2 separate regions of the Sus scrofa genome follow, and region 1 is linked to region 2. Evidence: chromatin contacts called from public HiChIP or PLAC-seq data. All regions are on one chromosome and are shown on one strand. The core of a region is the stretch at or near the end of the contact, and the rest is flanking DNA. Distances in the headings are between cores, read along the strand shown. Region 1 overlaps EYA4 (eyes absent homolog 4). Region 2 has its middle 270 kb from the start of TCF21.

Region 1 (5,043 bases), core at 2,472-4,971, 100 kb after region 2:
ATGAGGAAGTGAGGAAAATCAGTCGGGGATGAAAGGATGGAGCCCAGACCACAGAGAGGAGCGGGAACATGTTGCTCTAGCACAACAAAACAAGTATAGCCTTTACATCTTACATTCCAGTTTCTGGGTAATCAAAATGCAATTATCTGAATCTTTATAGTAAGTCCACTTTGACTGAATTCACTTTAGTGGGTTGCTATTTCTTACAATTAATAGAACCTTCAGAAAACAGTCATGTGTTATTGCTACAAACTATATAGCAGGAATCATCCTGTGCTTTCTTCTGTATGTTAAACTTCAGATTCTTTTCAAGTCTAGTTTATAAGAATCTAATGTATATGATATAAACTTTACCTTAGAGTTCAATAGCAGAAAATGATGAACGGATACCTGTTTTTACTGAGTACATATTCTACGACACAGCCTACGCTTGGTACTTGTCCTTTAATTTTTACAATAACACATATGTACATTACTTCACATATTTTATAGATGAAGAAACTGGGGCTCAAAGAAGATACACAGCATGCCCAAGACCATGTAGGCAGAAAGTATCAGCACCAGAATTTGAATTTAAGCCTATTTGATGCCAGAGCCCAGGTTCTATCACATATTGTATGTTCCCATTTTTAAAAGAGATGTTAATTCTTCCACACTGTTAAACCACTATGAGGAATGTATACCCCTCCAATAAAATACTTCGACTGATTTTCAAAAATCACTAAACTAGATATAAGCCTCTATTCTGTCAAATCTCCATTACCATATTTAAAGGGGACTCTTTTCCTTCCAGGATGTCATTTTCCACTCTTTTTATGAAGCAGTCCTTATGTCATAAGGCCACGTGAATACTAGCATCTATCTGGATGACATAAAAAGCGAACTTATCCTTGAACACAAGAAGTCTTCTAAAAAAAGAACAGAAAGAAAACTTGCAGGTGACATGCAGCTATTTCCTTGGTTCTTGTCTGCATTCTTCTGCAGCATAGATGGGATTTATTTCTAGCAGATTTAAATATCCTCTTCAGACCCAAGGGAGAGCCTGCTTTATATGTGTGCACCTAGACTCTACTGTAGCTCAGAAACCATGATCCCCTCTGCACAGAGCCTGGTAATGAGTCAGAGCCTGTTTATGTACCGGCTAAGATTCCATCAATTCTTCATGACCCAAGAAATGCAAAAGCATCCTAGACTTTCAAAGGCATTCACTCTCATGCCAGCTTTTCTCTGCATAAAATGGACTGTATGTCTGCAGGGCTTTATGCCCCATGCTCTCAGAGTCCACCTAAATAGCCAATTCTCACGTTGACCAGCAGAATGCATTTAAGGGCAAGAGTTCAGGTATTTGCTTTGCTCATAACTTCCTTTTCTGTGTAATATAAGCCTCTTCATTCTCCTTAGCTGGAAAATAAGAAGAACAAAACCAGCTTCCACTTAAATAATTTGAGTGGAGGCTGAACTAGGGCAGGATTATTTTGTTTCATTCATTGTTTTGCCCTCTACACTTAAAACTGTGCAGAGTACTTAGTGAGTGCTAAGGATGAATAATAAAATAGGCATAGGACAAATGCTGATGAAAGTGATTTGAGTTACTTGGAGTCATGTGTTCTCTAGATTAGCAAATACTGCTTGAGCATCTAGGGGCATTTCTAGGAATCGGTGAAGTATCTTCTGAGAGCCTGGAGGCTGGCAAGAGAGCAAGGTGGAGAGTGAGGGGGATTAGCTCTCTGATGTCTATGTGTGTGGAAGGTTTCACGGTTGCATGTGCAGTGTTAGGTCTCCAAATGAGTGTGTGTGTGTGTGTGTGTGTGTGTGTGTACATGAGAGAGTAGGGAAGAAGATGTTCTGTGTGGATATAGAAAACCACTGTGCAAGAAAAAATATAATAAAGTGATTTGGTCGACAAAGAGTAGATGAAAGTCATGGGCATGTCCCTACTGGGTATCAATTCCCATTTTCCAGAAAAAAAGCACACAGGTCCACTTTAAGCCAACATATTTCAGATTAGGAGCCAAGGAGCCCTTGTCCCTGCTGCAGCTCTAAGCCAGTGTTCTCTCCTGGCAGTTAGGCTGGGAGATGCGGATGCTCTCTGTTGCACAGTGTCTATGTCATTGATTGGGTAGACAGGCCCTCACTAGCCCATTTCAGCAGACAAGGTCCGAGCTGGGTTCTGCTGCAGAGAAAAGGAAATACTGAAGGAAGAAGACCTCTAATAACAAGGATCAGGGAAGTGGGCCGTGAATAATGGGAGCTGTTCTTACCATCTGCCGGTGACCTCATGCCTGTCCCCAAGCCAGTCTGGATGCTTGCAGTGTAAGTGACCCGTCTGCCAGAGTGACCTCAGGCCCTGGAGTAACAGCAAATAAAGCCATGGACACGCTGTTCTCTGGACACTTTTGCGGTCCTTCCTTTCCAGGGCTTCCTTACAGCTCCAGACTTGAGACCTGCAGCTCTGGCCCTCTCCTCACAATGACTCTAACAGATATCCCCACAAAACATGCTCTCCCCACCCAAGAAATGTGAGTAAGTATTTTAAAAATGTACCTTTGAAGCATTTCTCTAATTTTAGATTTTCAAAGCTTCCCCCTGCTTTACTTCGAAAACAGAAGGGAAAAAGCCCAATGAGTTCATTATTTGAATAGTACTGGACTCAAGTTTCTGCCAGATCAGTTACAAACCTTGGTTAATGAAGCAGGAAATTATTCTCTCTAGCAAGCAGAAGAATAAAGCCATAATGCCACGATCAAAACATCTAACGTGATTAGTTATACCAAGAAATATATAGATTCTTTCTAAGGAAAAAACTGCCAATAACGATCAAACATACTACTGGATGAATGACTGAGGGTCAGTCAATGCTAGAATGTTGAATGAGCAAATGAATGTTTAAAAGAGCAAAGCATTGGCATAATATGCAAAGTAACGATGGCTTCCTATGAAAATGATGGGATTTGGGGGTCTGAAGGGATACTCAATGTCCTTGAATGCAAAAATACCACTTCATGAGCAAGACTATGAATCCAGTGTTAAGGGCTTGTACTACAGACTGAAACCTGGGTTTTAAACTCCATCTTACCAGTCTTTGGACTTAAGGTTCAAAATGGAGTTAATGATACCCACCAGTGGGGGACTGAGTAAATTAAATAAGATCACACATGCAAATTCCACAGAATTTGGCACATAATGCATCTTAATAAACGTTGGTTTTTACCACAATCACTTTTGCAACATTGTCAATACCTGTCTGATTTGTCTGTGTGAAAATCTGCAGTATCAGGGAAATCATTAAGAAGCAGTTCATTTCATTTTCAGCCCACTCTTTTTATCAGAAAGTCTTCTCCTCCATGGTTTCTGCAACTTTGGACCCAAAAGCAATTTAACCCACTGACATGGGTCAAGTCTAAATTTTCTTTCCCATAACTGCCCTTCAAACATCAAAGAGGAATGTCCCAACTCGGAGTCCATAAAGGTATAAAATGTAGCAAGAATATCACAACTGTCACTCTGATCCGTCAATATAGTTGAAAAGGACGCTAGCTTTGCTATCAGACACTTTACAGTATGAACAAATGCTGAAACCTAGCCAACCAAACCCCTGTGATCTGTCCCGTGTGATGCTTTAGAGCCTTGTTTTTTCTCAGCCACAACACTTGCAGTTGGTATCTGGAACAGCTTTCCACGTGTTCCTCTTAAATGCTATCTTGTTGGACTGTGTCCAGTTTCAGCTCATCCTGTTCGAGTCTGACTCTGCTGCTCAGTATATTCCTGGTGCCATGACACCCAGAAACATTCTTGGCATGCATGCATGGCCAAATCACAATAAACATGAGGAACAGGCCAATGTCAAGAACAGGTCTTGAAGAAGGCACCAGCATTATAGCTCTAGATCTTTATCACTGGGAAATAGTCATTGAGCTAATAGCAGTACTATCTTTCAATCTCTATTTTTTTACCTTTTCCTCAGAAATATATCAAGATCCTTTGAGACTCATGTTGTTTAATCCTGTATGTACTAAGAATATAATGCATGCCTTTGTTTTTTCCGGTATTGCTGTCATGAAAAGTCTGTGGATACTCTGGTATGGCTTTTGCTTAGAGAACTTATGCTGGATTTTCATGATCACAGCCCTCTTTCTAATTACTTACATTTAGTCATCTAAGGAGATCATGCGATTTTTTTTTTTGAGATGCTTTTAGAATGTAATTTTAGAATCAACAGTTCACAAAAAGGTCACTGGTCTAAAGTTTATAAGGTCATATGAAGAAACAATGAAAAAAATGATTTCCCTTGAGCAAATCTGATGCTAAACTACACATAACACTGGACTGGGGATCAGGAACATGAATCTAAGTCTGTGATCTACTACCTAGGAAAAGTTAATGGGGGTGTGTGTGTATGGATGGTTTTCCAAATAATGTCTCAGGTTTACAGGGCTCTCTAAATAACCCTGCAAGTCTTCCACAGACAGGCATCCTGTACTCTTTTCCTTTCGATGCCAAGACATTCTGTATCTTTATGAGGTTACTCAACCCATTCACTTTGAACGCAAGGAAGTTAGCACCTGCCACGGGGGATCAGAATGTGAAATGTGAGGAGGGAGCCCTGTGATAAGTGCCTGACCTTAGCAAACAAAAATAAAACCTCTAAGAAAACGATGAAGAAAATGCAGTACTATACCAATATACCAACCAGACTTCTGTGAAGCTCGTACTACAAGCAATTAAATTTCCACTCCACAGGAAGCTGAGGTTGAGGCTCTGTGTGAGTCACAGAACAGCCATGCCAGGGGATGTTAGGAAACTCCCCACTGCCCCATCCTTATGACCCCATAACATGATAGTCCCCATTAAAAAAAAAAAGTCAACCAGCCGTCTTAGGGATGGGAGCCTGGGGCCCATTTCTCATCTGACGTAATACTTCACGGAGCAGGTCCAAACACAATGCGGGGCCCTTGAAATCAGCAGGAGCTCAGCACTCTGATCCATGCCAAAGAGCAAGATGAGAAATGGGGCTGGTATAAATATTCATTGGGAAGTTACGGC
Region 2 (5,200 bases), core at 2,000-4,499:
TTCACAGGGAACCAGTCATGAGCCTTGGTAACATTGCAGCATTCATGAAGGAAATCCACTTGGGCTTAAGTGGACACTCAAAGTGGCGAAATAATTCTTCCCTAATTTTATCCTTTGATTCACTGCTTCCCTGATGGGAAGGATGGGGGACAGTCTCATCATTTCTTAAAGTGTAGGGTGCATATCTCCTCCCTCAAAATCCTCGGGAGTTCTTGCCAGGAGTTACTTCCTAGCCCTCACCATCCATCGACTGAATCAGAATCACTGAGTTGGGGGCTTCAGGACTCTGGATTTTCATGAGATTCTTGGGTAAACTTTGGGGGCACTAAATTTTGAGAACTGTTTATCCAGGATCTTAAGAGACTTTCAGATGCCTGCTTATAATGGAATGCCTTGGAGAGCTGTGGGGTGCAGTGGGTTCCAACAATGCCTTCCGTTAAACCTTTATGCAGGATTGCCCAAATGTTGCTGGTTGTCCTTACTACGTATCTATCTACCACCAGCATGACAAATCTTTCAGGGGCGATCATCCGAGTCTTTTATTTCCTTTATATTTTCATCAGTGGCAATAGCAATATGACTGCATAAACAAGACATACAGTCTTGTGAAACTAAACACAAAACAAGGCATGCAATAAGTAGAACAAACCCCCCTCCAGTTTCTTTGAATTTATTAAGTTACACTTAAAGGAATACCCCACTGGCATTCACTTGGATACACAATAAATCCTCCCGGATTGCCTAATTTCACTGAAGCCCACAAGGACATGGCAAGGTTGATGAGAGGGCTTAACTGGCTATTGGCAAAGTTCTGTTCAAAGGACAGTGCTTATGAACTGAGCTGAAACCTGGGGTGATCCAGAAGGCGGCTGAGGGCTAGAAAAGATCTTGGAATGTACTAAGTGTTCAATAAATGCCTGCTGCGTGAAAATGAGAATTACGATTACAATGCTTCTCCTTCCCACAGATTTGTAGCCTCCTCCACATCTCTATGCAGTTATTTTATTCTTATTCTCCCGCAGACTTGCCCTAATGATCAGAGCCTAACAAATAACAGTAATGCTTCATTTGAAAACACCCAGGGGTGTTAATTAAGACAAAGGGTTACAATGATTTTTATCAGACATTACTTGCTACCGTTTAGAAAACTGCAAGCATCAGCTCTAAGCAGAAACTCTAAGGCAATGAAGTTTGAAAGAAAATCAAAATGTCCAAACCTCTTCCAACAACTGTCCCGAGAACTTTCACCATTTCTTCTTTCTGCCCATAATCACTGGCAAATATGTTAGTTGCAAAAGAACATCTCACATGTGTTATCACATGCTGTTCTACTGCCTCCCTCTATTTAGAATGCTAGCTTGGTGAAGACAGGCACTAAAAATATACTTAATACTCTTTATAGGCACAAATAGGTTGCAGGGTTTATGCAGCTTGTAGGCCGTTAAATACCTAAATACCGGAATGAATGACAGCCAGGATCCTGGCGGAAAAAAAAAAAAAGTAGCCAGGAAACTGTGCTCATGCCAAGAAGGGGCTGCTGGATGGTAAGGAAGATGCCTTAGGGAGGGACCAGTGGTAAGTTCTTGCTCAAAAAATGATTCAGAGCCAAATTCTTACTTATTCCCAAAGACTAGCCTGACTCGAGACATGCTGTTCTTGGGAAAAAAGAAAGAAAGAAAAAAGAAACTCTAAATGGAAGCAAACAGATTTGAGACAAAAGTATTTACACACATTCATCCAGCCTCTCAGTTCCCCCCGTGCCTGCTGCAAGCGAATGCCCCTTCCCGTCCTTCCTGTTGGGGAACAGGTGTCTCCTGCCAATTAGGATTTAAAAATCAACAGGGGCTTCTTAAGAGAATGATGACAAGTCTAATTGCAAGAAGCAGCTGTAGAGCCCTTGGCTTCACTGGGGCAGGCTTTATTAATCCCCGTTTTGCTGGGTGCCTGGCACCAAGCTGGGGTCAGCTCCCCTGTCACGGGGTCGAAGCTGTAAAATGTAGGGCGAGGATGTAATGACCCAAGCTCAGCAGGAGGGGTGACAGTGCCCTGCACAGATCCTGGGAGCTGGGCAGGTACAAGTCAAGTGGACACAGAGGCACTGTCAACAGCAGCCTCAGCTCAAAGGGTCGCCACTGCTCCAGAACGTGATCTGTGTGTTTACATGACGCCCTGCGTGTTATTCAATATACCATTCTTACTGGCCTGTTGTCAGGACCCCACCTCTCATCCAGGCTAAGAATCTGGAACTTCTTAGAAGTGTGGCTTCAAAATGGTTAGTGACATTTGCTTCTGTAAACACACGTATTCTTCTATTACATAATTGTTCATTTGAAGAGACCAAAAAAGGACAGTCGGGTGGTACAATGTAGTACGGAATTGGCAAAGCAAAGCAATCAGCAAATAAAGCATCTGTCCACTCAGCAGCAGAAATTTTGTAAATAAGTTAAATACATTAAAAATATTAACTGCAAAGAGCTTTCTCTCTCTCTCTCTCTCTCTCTCTCTCTCTCTCTCTCTCTCTCTCTCTCTCTCTCTCTTTTGGCTGTACCCGTGGTATGTGGAAATTCCAGGGCCAGGGATCAAACCCTGGCCACAGCAGTGACAACCTGGGATCCTTAACCTGCTGAACCGCCAAGGAACTCCTGAAAGAGCTAAGATTTCTTAGTGACAGAGGTTTCATCGATTTTCTAGGACCCCTCAATGTGTGTGTTTTCCAGGCAGCCTCTATGTGGATACAGAGACTGTCCACTCACATATATGCTTAAATATCCCTGCCCCAGGAAGCCCTCCTCACTCAATCCTTTTCTCTGCTTCCATAGCACCTTTCTCAGTCACACACACTTGCTCATCTTTTTTTCTTATTTGCCTGTATATCTGGTTCATTCATTACGAAAGGGCAACTTTTTAAGGGTAAATGTTTGTTTTAATCGTCTTTGTATCCTTATCATCTAACCTAGGACCTGCCATATAGTAAGAACTCAATAAATATTTCTTTAAACTCCTATCTCCCTAACCAGGAGGTGGGAAATCTTTCTGCCAAAGCATTGCTAACAACTGCCAAGGCAAACATAATGCAATCATGTGGTTCTGTTGCCATCTAAGAAGTCATTCCTTTAAAATGACAGCGAAGACAGGAAAGTCCAAGAAACATTCCTCCGGAAACACATGCAAACATTAATTCTGGAATGCCTTGGCATTCTCTCGTAAGAATAGCTCAGTGAGAGCCCAGCAGAGACGAAAATGAAACCAGAGACTAACACTTGCTCATAGAAACTTACGGACCTTAATATAGGCAGTGCCAAGAGGTCAGGGTCAAGTGGATTAATAGGATGAAGAGTTCTCAGTAGGAAAATTCTACAAGTCCTATGAACACATTAAAGTTTGCTGCAGAAACTAGTCCATATACCAATGAAATCCTTTTTAAACTAACATTTACTGGAATATTACTCTGTATTATGATTTTTTCCTGACCAAAAGAATTGAAAGAGAATGAGATTTTGCCGTTGTCTTAAGTTGATTCCAGTAGGGGAGTAAAGCACTGTCCAAGGAGGCATTAAAACACTGCTTTATCAGAAGAATAAATTGCAAAGCCTAAGAGGGTGCTTTCAGTATGAGAGCGATTTTGCCATGTGCAAAAGACAAAAGGGAGTTTTAGGAAGAGAAGTTAATTAGCAAGAGCAATGAGAGTACAGAGGGCTTAAGGAAGAGCAAGCGAGTCCATGTGAAACCCAGAGTCCGAATGGGCAGAGAGGAGGGTGAATTTGGTAGCACTGATGCCACTTGGTCTCAAGAGATCCTGGGGTCGTTTAAAACAGACTTTCAAAGAGCAGAGAGAGACAAACTTAGTTCTGTTCTTTGTCACCCTGGGGACTGGCCCATAGAGGATGCGTTAGAAGGGTGGGGTTCAACTTTTGGTAATAATTTATTGTTAATCATCTTGGCAAAAAGAGGATGAAGTCTGGAGGGGTAGGGCCAAAGGAGTGAGGTGAGAACAAAGATTTAAACAACATTTCAGAAATAGCGTTGCTCAGCCTGGAGAAGGGGGGAGAGAAGGAAGGGTTGGTACCAGGTCCAAGGCTTGCAGTTTGGAGAATGAGGTGGACAGTTATGGCATAAACAAAGACAGCGAATCCAAACTGCACATTGGACAGATTACGTGCAATCTGCAAGTCAAGGTAGACTTGTAAAAGGCAGGCTGATTTTACATAGAAGTCTGCATCTATACTTAATAAAGAAAGTTTCTTGGAGTTCCCATTGTGACTCAGGGGGTTAAGAACCCAATGTAATATCTGTGAGGTTGCGGGTTCCATCCCTGGCTTTGTTCAGTGGGTTAAAGATCTGTCATTGCCATGAGTTGCAGGGTAAGTTGCAGATGCTCTTCAGATCCAGCATTGCTGCGGTTGTGGCGGAGGCCTGCAGCTACAGCTCCAATGAGACTCCTATCCCAGGAATTTCCATATGCTGCAGGTATGGTCATTAAAAAAAAAAAAAAAAAAAAGGAAAAAAAAATAATGTTTCTTAAATAAAATATTTTAACAGAATGGGTCATCATGTAAAAAATCTGGACAAAGTGATAAAGCTAAAGGGTCATAATTTCAAATAATGGATATGTACGTGGTAAAAGAAGGAGATCCCTACATTGGATCTGCAAAATACTAAACTGAATTTATTACTTGGTTAAGTAAGAGAGAGCTCAGCTAGTCATACTGAGCAAAAAAAGATCTAACAAAGATTTTGGAAAAGAACTTGTCTTGAGTGGTATTACTTACAGAGACAAGGGAAGGTTGCCCCTGTCTTGGAAGCAGTTTTGTGTTGGTGACAGGGACAAGAGTGGGTTGATTTCAGCCTTACAAGCATGTCCACTGGAGAGATTGTGTGTGTGTGTGTGTGTGTGTTCGCACACGCGCGTACCGCCCAATGGCTGGCTTTGAAAATGCAAGGCTGTCGTTGATTGGTTGGTTTTCAGAGTTGCTTCATTGCAGCAAGTCCTTGTTAATTGCTTAGGTAAGTTTAAAATCACTTGCGGTGTTTGGTTGTTACCATGCCCTTTAACTGAACTGTATTGATTAAGAAAGTTTAAAATGGTTTCTATTTAAAGACTAGACTGCTTAGCAAAGCTTTAGAACTTTCAGGCTTTTCTGGGAACTTGTTTTTCTTTAATTACCCTCAATAGATATAAAACGAATGCAGTAATGACCTG

The links. HiChIP or PLAC-seq counts read pairs in DNA pulled down with a chosen protein or histone mark.
Region 1: a contact with region 2 is called in an H3K27ac HiChIP or PLAC-seq map of skeletal muscle. The contact joins two enhancer-like sites. A contact is called at or near these places in 3 of 47 Hi-C or Micro-C datasets (psoas muscle and skeletal muscle) and 1 of 2 datasets of contacts at active chromatin or transcription factors (skeletal muscle).

Annotation. Positions count from the first base shown.
Region 1 is chr1:30,343,685-30,348,727 of Sscrofa11.1, forward strand. All of the region lies in intron 3 of EYA4 (eyes absent homolog 4), which reads right to left. Among named protein-coding and RNA genes, the nearest start is that of EYA4, 230 kb to the right of the region's middle. Within about 2 kb of position 3,722, at least 1 of the 83 cell types and tissues checked has an H3K27ac peak or open chromatin away from gene starts, as enhancers often do. A contact at or near this core is called in skeletal muscle, where this site is marked.
Region 2 is chr1:30,243,247-30,248,446 of Sscrofa11.1, forward strand. No RefSeq gene overlaps it. Among named protein-coding and RNA genes, the nearest start is that of TCF21, 270 kb to the left of the region's middle. Within about 2 kb of position 3,250, at least 10 of the 83 cell types and tissues checked have an H3K27ac peak or open chromatin away from gene starts, as enhancers often do. A contact at or near this core is called in skeletal muscle, where this site is marked.